Linked DNA regions of Sus scrofa: region 2 is linked to region 1. The links are chromatin contacts, called in public Hi-C maps. All regions are on one chromosome and are shown on one strand. The core of a region is the stretch at or near the end of the contact, and the rest is flanking DNA. Distances in the headings are between cores, read along the strand shown. Region 1 overlaps PCSK5 (proprotein convertase subtilisin/kexin type 5). Region 2 overlaps PRUNE2 (protein prune homolog 2).

Region 1 (3,906 bases), core at 1,340-3,839:
GGTGAAGCATCTGCCTTCGTGGAGGAAGAGGGGGTGGTCCGGCTGTGTTCGGCACTTTTTGCAAAGATTGGCGTCAGAGCAGGAGGCACAGTCCTCTGTACAGTTCTCGCAGCTGCCACTCCTTGCTGAGGGCCACGTGCCCTGGGGACAGGACAAGACGCAGGTCTGAGCCAACAGGTATGCACCTAGAAACCCAGGGAGGAAGGCGGGTCAGACGTTATCACATGTCTGATCTAATAGCATACGTGTCCACGCAGAGAACAGATGCTCCCAACAGCTTTTTTAACTGCACCAAAGACCCAAGTATATTATTTCAGGATTATCAAAATATCTATTAGTGATGCAAAGTCTTCCAAAATAAGTTAAAACTAGAAAAACTGGACCCAAGAGGTTTTTGGCTTGTTTCTTTGACCTTCCTACTGATAATTGCTACAGGTCACCCCGGGGCTTCCCTTTGCCCAGGTGCTCAGTCTATTAAGACATTTGTCTGTCGTCCTGGTGTGAGGCTGTTACACACACACACACACACACCACACACACACAGCTTGATGGAGTCTGTTCTTCTGCAGCACAAAGTCTTTCCCGTTAGGACCCTAACATAGTAGCAACCCTTCCACCCAACTTCATCTTTAATGGATGGTCCATCAATTTATTTTGAATGGCAAAAAAATCAGATAACATCATTATTGAAAGAAAGAATGTAAACTTCACCCTGAAGTGCAAAATCCAAGAAAATTCCATCAATTTTTGTGTGTAGACTTTTATATATTGTTGGAGCAGAACCACGGCACACCTATCATTCTAAGTTTTGTTGTTTTTGCATCTCATCTCACTATTAACATTGCACATCCCAACATAATCACCGCTTTAATGGGAGTATAACATTCTTAATTCTTAATGTATCATGCTAATAAACTGTCCCCCTAAATTAGGGAAGTTATTTCTGATGTTGTGTTTTTCTAGATGATAAATAAATTAATTTGTTGGGCTGATACATTGTTGTGTTTTTTTCTTTTTTTTCCTCTCCTAAATTCAGTACCAGAAATCAAGAAAAATGCCGGGTAGATTCTCTACCTTAAGTTCTCTTTTTCATCTTTGCCTTTTCTAGGGCCACTCCCACGGCATATGGAGGTTCCCAGGCTAGGGGTCAAATTGGAGCTGTAGCTGCTGGCCTACGCCAGGGCCACAGCAACTCGGGATCCGAGCCACGTCTGCAACCTACACCACAGCTCACGGCAATGCCGGATCGTTAACCCACTGAGCAAGGGCAGGGATCGAACCTGCAACCTCATGGTTCCTAGTCGGATTCGTTAACCCACTGCGCCACGACGGGAACTCCAACCTAAGTTCTCTTGTTTCAACTAGTGAATTTAAAAAATAATGTAATCTCTAGGAATGTCACGCACCCAGAGACCCTAACAAACTCCATGGCCAAATCAATCAATAATTTCATCGTGCCCTTTGGATAGGAAACATTTTCTTTTATCTTTTGGTCTCTTGAAAGCCAATTTTTATTATAGGTCAGTGTGCAGGTCCCCGAGCTTCTCCAGAATTGTGATAGAAACACGTGATGGAGCTAGATCTAGTCCTGCAAATCCCTTACGTAAAGACGTCAATGTGTGTGAATTGGCCTGGCCACTGCCTCCTCCTGCTACACACCATGCTAACCTTTTGGACATGAAGTACACTGGGTTGCTGATCCATGGCAGGTTCTACAAGAAGAATGACAAGGCTGGTATCTTCTCACAAGATCTGTGTAGGGAAAGAAGCAAGAAGTCCACCACTTTTGAACAGGCTCATAGCACTATGATGTTGGGAAAGGTCTCATGGGTAAACTCATTTCCCTTTTCACCCAAAATAGAACCCTTCAACTTGACATTAGCTAAATGTTGGCACCACCCATCACCTACCACGTGGGCTTCATTTGTTTTATTTTATTATTCTTATTCCTTCATTGACAATTGATTATCAAGATTTTCTTTGCAAACTTCCAGTGAAATATTAAGGATAGCCTTAAATACTAAGGGGATATTTGAACTGTCAAATGTTACTTCTTTCATATTTTAAAAATGTGTGAGAGCGAGGGAGTATGTGGTTGTGTGCATGCATGCAAGAATTTTTGAGTCAAAGGTAATCTCTGGTTTTTTGGGTTTGTTTTTGTTTTTGTTTTTGTTTTTGCTTTTTGCTTTTTGCTTTTTCGGCCACACCCAGGACATATGGAAGTTCCCAAGCCAGGGATTAAATCTGAGCTGCATCTGGGACCTGTGCCACAGCTGCAGCAATACCAGATCCTTAACCCACTGTGCCACAGTGGAAACTCCAAGGTAATCTCTTATTTCCCAAGATAGGCAGGCCATTCTAGGTTACCATGCCACTAAGCTAGAAAATCTTCAAGATGTGTCACTTCTGCCTCCCCATCACCACTTGATGGGCAAGCTTATCCAGGAAATCAGCAACTCCACATGGCAGTTTCATAGGCATACATAACAACCTCAGTGACATCTTTCAGTCAGTACAGGGAGAGAGCTTGACTAAATTTCAGTAGCTGCTTGGGAACCAACATTACTCATACAGGGGAATATTAGAAAAAGTTCTAGGTCAGAATGTGTCATATGAATGACTGTGAAGCTGAATCAGTCATTATTGTTTGCATCTTACCATTTGCCTGCTGCCTTTCTTCCTTCCTTCCTTCCTCCCTCCCTCCTTTTCTTTCTTCCTCCCTTCCTCTCTTGCCTTTCATTTCCTTTCTTCTCCTCCTGAGAGTCAGGGTGGCAGAATTGGCTCTTTAGTCACACCTGCCTTCAGATTCCTGCTGTGCCACTTCCAGGTAATTAAACTCCAAGAGTCCTACTTTCCATGTCTCTAAAAATGAGAGCAAATGATTCTTCCCCTAAAGGACTCTTGTGAAGTGGGAATAAGTTTGTAAAGTGTGCACATCATGGGTTAGTAAATGGAAGTTCCTTCTGCTTCCTTTCTTTTCTCTCTCAATTTCCTCATTTGTTACCAGTCCACCCTATTTCTGAGGTTTTGTTTTATTTCCTGTTCTCTTTACTGTTCCTTATGTGGAGTGTACCACGAGGCATTGCTTGGTTTCTCTGATGACACTCACAGTTAATCAATTTCTGAGCCTTGCTACAGAGAAAACTAGATAGGTAGGTAGGCAGGTAGATAGATATAAATGATTATCCATCCTGCCATGCTGAGTGGCAGTTTTTTCTTAGTTTGAAGAGAAAATTTTGCACTTGTTTTCCAGTAGACTGCCTGCCTGATGTATTCTCCCTGAGGGAATCTGTTAAGAGTTCAATCATCCAATGCAGAACAAAGCTAGTCCCAGGATTTTCACAAAAGTGGTGTGTACGGAGGTGATGGATGTATTAACTAGCCTTATTGTGGTAATCATTTTACACTATACATATATATCAAATTATCTTGTTATACATAGTAAACATATACAATGTTATATAATAGTATGTCTCAATTAAGCTAAGATAAAATGCTTACTTGCTGAGAGCAGTTATTCGAAGAATAATAACAAAATAACATTCATCAGATATTGAGCACCTTGAAAGTCTTTAATATTGTATGTCCAGGCTGTGGGTTGATCTTGTTTTTATTTTATCATTTTTATGCTAAAATGTACATTTAAAAAAAAGTCTTCATTAATTTTATCATTTAAAATATATAATATATATTTATACACATATGTTCATTTATAATTACGTATATATGTCTCACAATCTGGCCATTTGATATTTTACTCCAGTATTCCAGGTATAAAAGTCTGTAATGTCCTCATGTATCCACTAGAGGGTACTCTGTACACATAGTTAGCAATCAGGTTGGGCAAAGGATAGTCATCTCCAGCCAGAGCTCTTTTAACATGGATTAGTGATTTAATCTCAAGTA
Region 2 (3,978 bases), core at 710-3,209, 390 kb before region 1:
GAATAAGCACTATGAGATTCAAAGTTTTCTACCTCCAAAGCCTATGTTTTTCCAGCAGACACACTGCCTGTCATTCAGAGAAGGTGGTGATGGTTTCATGTAAGTGTCTAACTTACTAATAAAGCATAAGAAGACTGCACAAGGCTGAAAATCTTCCTGTGAAACATTCATGTCTTCAGTGGCTGAAGAATTGGTCGAAGACCATCAAACCAGTCATTCATTCATTCATTCATTTATTTGCTCACCATTTGGTTTTTGAGAATCTCCTCTGGGCTGAGATTCCAGGTAGCCCACGGATATAATCCCCATTCTCAATCTCCCAGGCCTGCTGAAAGTGTTTAGGTTTGTTCATTTCTCTTCCCTTGGCCTGATAAAGCCTCCTGCTGTCACAAAACAGAAAATTGTGAAAAGTATCTTAAGGAAAGGGGAAAATCATGCTTCCCCCATAAAATAGAGTGGAGAAATGATATCTCTTTCCTGCTCACTTTTGAAAGCCTGAAGGACTGTACATATCACAGACCCACTGCAAATTAAAGCAGCTGAGTCCAGCCTGGCTCTGCCACTGCCGTTTTATATTTTAGGATTAAGCCTTGGCTTAAGTCTCCTCATCCATAAAATGAGTGGGTTGGGCTGGAGGATCTCAATCTTTCCTTCAGTATTAAATCCCTTGACCTTAATTTGTAAATAGAAAGTTCCCGGAAGAGCTTTGGCATTCACAAATTACATTTCTTCATGAAAGGAACAGAAATCGGAAAGAACAGCAGGAGTATAATGAAGGTTAGCAAAGTGCCATAAAGAGTTAAAAGCTACACCATCTTCGAGTGCAGCTTCATAAATCCAGACATTTTCAGTTGGTCTAATCTTTCTTTCTTCCTGTCAAGCTATTTCCTTCCAGAGAGACCTCAGATCCGTTATCGGAAAGAGAGTAGCAGATGGATCGCAGCAGCCCTGCTGGCATTGTTATAGATTGAGCTCAGAATTCAGGCAGCCTCAAGTTGGCTGAGCTATTATTTGGCTCCTTGTCTGCATTTTGCACACGGCTCTGAAATCCAACAGATGATTGTGTTCAATTGTGCCACTAGCCTCTTTGCTTTTAATGAGATTGCTTTGCTCATCCCTTTCTGCTCAGCTCCCGCAGTAATGAAAATTTTCTCACTGCTGGGGAGGGGACAGATTTTCCCCTGGCATTTATATTACCTTTGCATAAATAATTTACTCTGAATATGTCTGAAAGATTTCTTCCTGATGGATCTTGGGAGGATCTAACTACTATCTAAAACAGTAGTTTTCTAGGTGGGGCCCAAAAACCAACAGGCCTCATCAACACCTGGATATTTGCTAGAAAGGTACATTGCCTGTCCCACCTCATACCTCCTGATCAAGAACCTGGGGTGTGGTCCAGCTGTCATATTCCTCCTCTAGGGGATTCTGAGGCACAGCAAAGTTTGAGACCCACTGGTTTAAAACTTACCCCCATCCCTCTAGGAGTTTATAGTTTAATAAAGGATTTAAACATAGTGAAAAGGTAGATAATAGTGTGAAATTTAAATCAAAATAGTTGATGACCAATGTCATTTAAATAGCTACCAGTTATGGATTTCCTGTTGTGGCTCACCAGAAATGAATCCAACTAGTAACCATGAGGATGTGGGTTCAATCCCTGGCCTCTTTCAGTGGGTCGGGGATCCAGCGTTGCTGTGAGCTCTGGTATAGGTTGCAAACTCGGCTCAGATCCTGCATGGCTGTGGCCGTGGCCAGCAGCTATAGCTCTGATTGGACCCCTAGCCTGGGAACTTCCATATGCTGCAGGTGCAGCCCTAAAAATCCAAAAATAAGTAAATAGCTACCAGTTATAGGGATTTGCCCTGGACCAGGTACTGAACTGTATACACAGGAGCTCATGTTACCATGCCAACTGTATGAGGTAAGAATTACACAAGGGAGGAAACTGATGTTCAGAAAGTGTGAATCACTTGATCTAGTTTATAGTTAGAAAGTGAAAGGAGTTCCTGTTGTGGCTCAGTGATTAACAAATCCATCTAGGAACCATGAGGTTGCGGATTCAATCCCTGGCCTTGCTGAGTGGATTAAGGATCTGGCATTGCCGTGAGCTGTGATGTAGGTTGCAGATGTGGCTCGGATCTGGCGTTGCTATGGCTCTGGCCTAGGCCGGTAGCAACAGCTCCCATTAGACCCTTAGCCTGGGAACCTCCATATGCTGTGGGTGCAGCTCTGGAAAAAGACCAAAAAAAAAAAAAAAAAAAAAAGAAATTGAAGAAGCTGGGGAGTTTGAATTTAAGCCTCTCTCTGTCTGGAATGTGTGTTAATGCTAGTAAGTTAACAGAAAGGCATCTATGTAGGACACTTGTATGGAGAAAGAACCAGGAAGAGCTTATTACCCAGGAGTGCCCAGGGCCCAGGACACTTTAAGAGACTCCTGAGAGGCTTTGAATTTCTTTTAAAAATCAAAAGAAAAAAATGATTATATTACTGTGTGGATTATATTCTGGTGTGAATTATATTTCCTTCTATCAATGTGGATATGAAACAAATTTTTAGGGTTTTGGTTTGTTTTGGTTTTTTTTAAAGTGAAGCAAAGAGCCCATGAAGGCAAAAGTGTGTCTAAGCCTCTCAAAAGTCATACCGAGGTCCTGAGAGATGCAATTCGAGATAGGCATGAAAGGAAAGTCATAGTCTGGAAAGACAAAGAAGGAGATAAGAGGCCAGCCAAGTTAACTGGAGAGAGTAACATAAAGGAAATCCTGGAGACAGGAAGGTAATCACAGAAGCAAGGTGATAAGATAGCCATAGTTTCCCAACCAAAACCTGGAGTCATCTTCTGATGCATAATCTGACCATAGGACCAAAATCCAGACTGCCTTGAAAAAAAGAAAATTAAAACCTGCTTCTCAAAATAAGCTGATAGTATATGCAAGATGAGTTGCATTGACTTCTTGCTGTCACATCACCTAGGCCCCCCCCACCCCCGCAATGCCCACACTGTGTTGAGGGCAGTAAGCTGTGTTTTCAACATCGGAAGGAGCATCAGAAAGAAGCCTTGTTACCTAGTGAGTCTTATTCACAGAACTTGGTATGAGTGCTGGGAGAGTAAACAGTCTGCTTCAGCACTGTGTTCTCACTCCCTAGAATCAGTCTTCACAGAGGCTTTTGCCAGCAGCCTGGTCATCTTCCAGCTGTAGACCACCAGCTAAGGATTGCACACCAAGTCCCCAGTGATGCCTGTGCCTGATCTTTCCTATGGGGTCACAGATCTTTGTTTTTTCTTAAAGAACCGTGTATAGGTTTGTTTCAAAGAAGGCAGAGTTGCAAGAATGTCATGTGACAAAGGGGTATTATGTGTTGGTCCGTGTTTTTTCAGAGAAATAGAACCAACCAGAGCAATATACACATATGAGGGAGGGAAGGGGGATGGAGGGTGGAAGGAGAAGTTGTTTTAAGGAACTGACATTGGCTTATACAGTTTTTGAGGCTAGCACATCTGAATTCTGTAGGACAAGCCAGCAGGCTAGAAACTCAGGCAAGAGCTATTGCATTCTTGAGTCAGACAGGGCAGCAGGCTGGAAACAGGCAGAGTCTCTATGTTGCAGGCTTGGGAAGAGGTCCTTCTTTTTCAGGAAACTTCAGACTTTGGTCTTAGGGCCTTTAATTGATTGAACAAGGCCCACTCACATCCCAGAGGGGAATCTGCCTTACTCGAAGTCTGCTGATTTCAGTATTGATCACATCTAAAAAATATCCTCACAGCAACATCTAGATTGGTGTGTAACGAAACAACTAGCCTAGCCAAGTTGACACATAACATTATCAGAGATTACATTCAAAAGCCTGAACTACTGCATGCTAAAAGAGCATGAAACCATTACCATTAGTTAACTCACCATTGGAATGATATAAAAATGAGATAGTTGATATACAAATATATTGGCTTCCTATAGGTGTGGGGCAAGGGTATAGCTA

The links. A called contact is a pair of places that touch in the nucleus more often than the background predicts.
Region 2: a contact with region 1 is called in a Hi-C map of alveolar macrophages, with 1.9 times the contacts expected there. The contact joins two enhancer-like sites. A contact is called at or near these places in 3 of 47 Hi-C or Micro-C datasets (alveolar macrophages, embryonic fibroblasts and omental adipose tissue).

What each region holds. Positions count from the first base shown.
Region 1 is chr1:229,267,329-229,271,234 of Sscrofa11.1, reverse strand. It overlaps PCSK5 (proprotein convertase subtilisin/kexin type 5), which reads right to left. Exons shown (of 37, transcript XM_021065005.1): 28 at 1,669-1,752; 29 at 1-185. Among named protein-coding and RNA genes, the nearest start is that of RFK, 68 kb to the left of the region's middle. Within about 2 kb of position 2,589, at least 1 of the 83 cell types and tissues checked has an H3K27ac peak or open chromatin away from gene starts, as enhancers often do. A contact at or near this core is called in alveolar macrophages, where this site is marked.
Region 2 is chr1:229,652,667-229,656,644 of Sscrofa11.1, reverse strand. The region is part of intron 15 of PRUNE2 (protein prune homolog 2); the gene reads left to right. Among named protein-coding and RNA genes, the nearest start is that of PRUNE2, 190 kb to the left of the region's middle. Within about 2 kb of position 1,959, at least 9 of the 83 cell types and tissues checked have an H3K27ac peak or open chromatin away from gene starts, as enhancers often do. A contact at or near this core is called in alveolar macrophages, where this site is marked.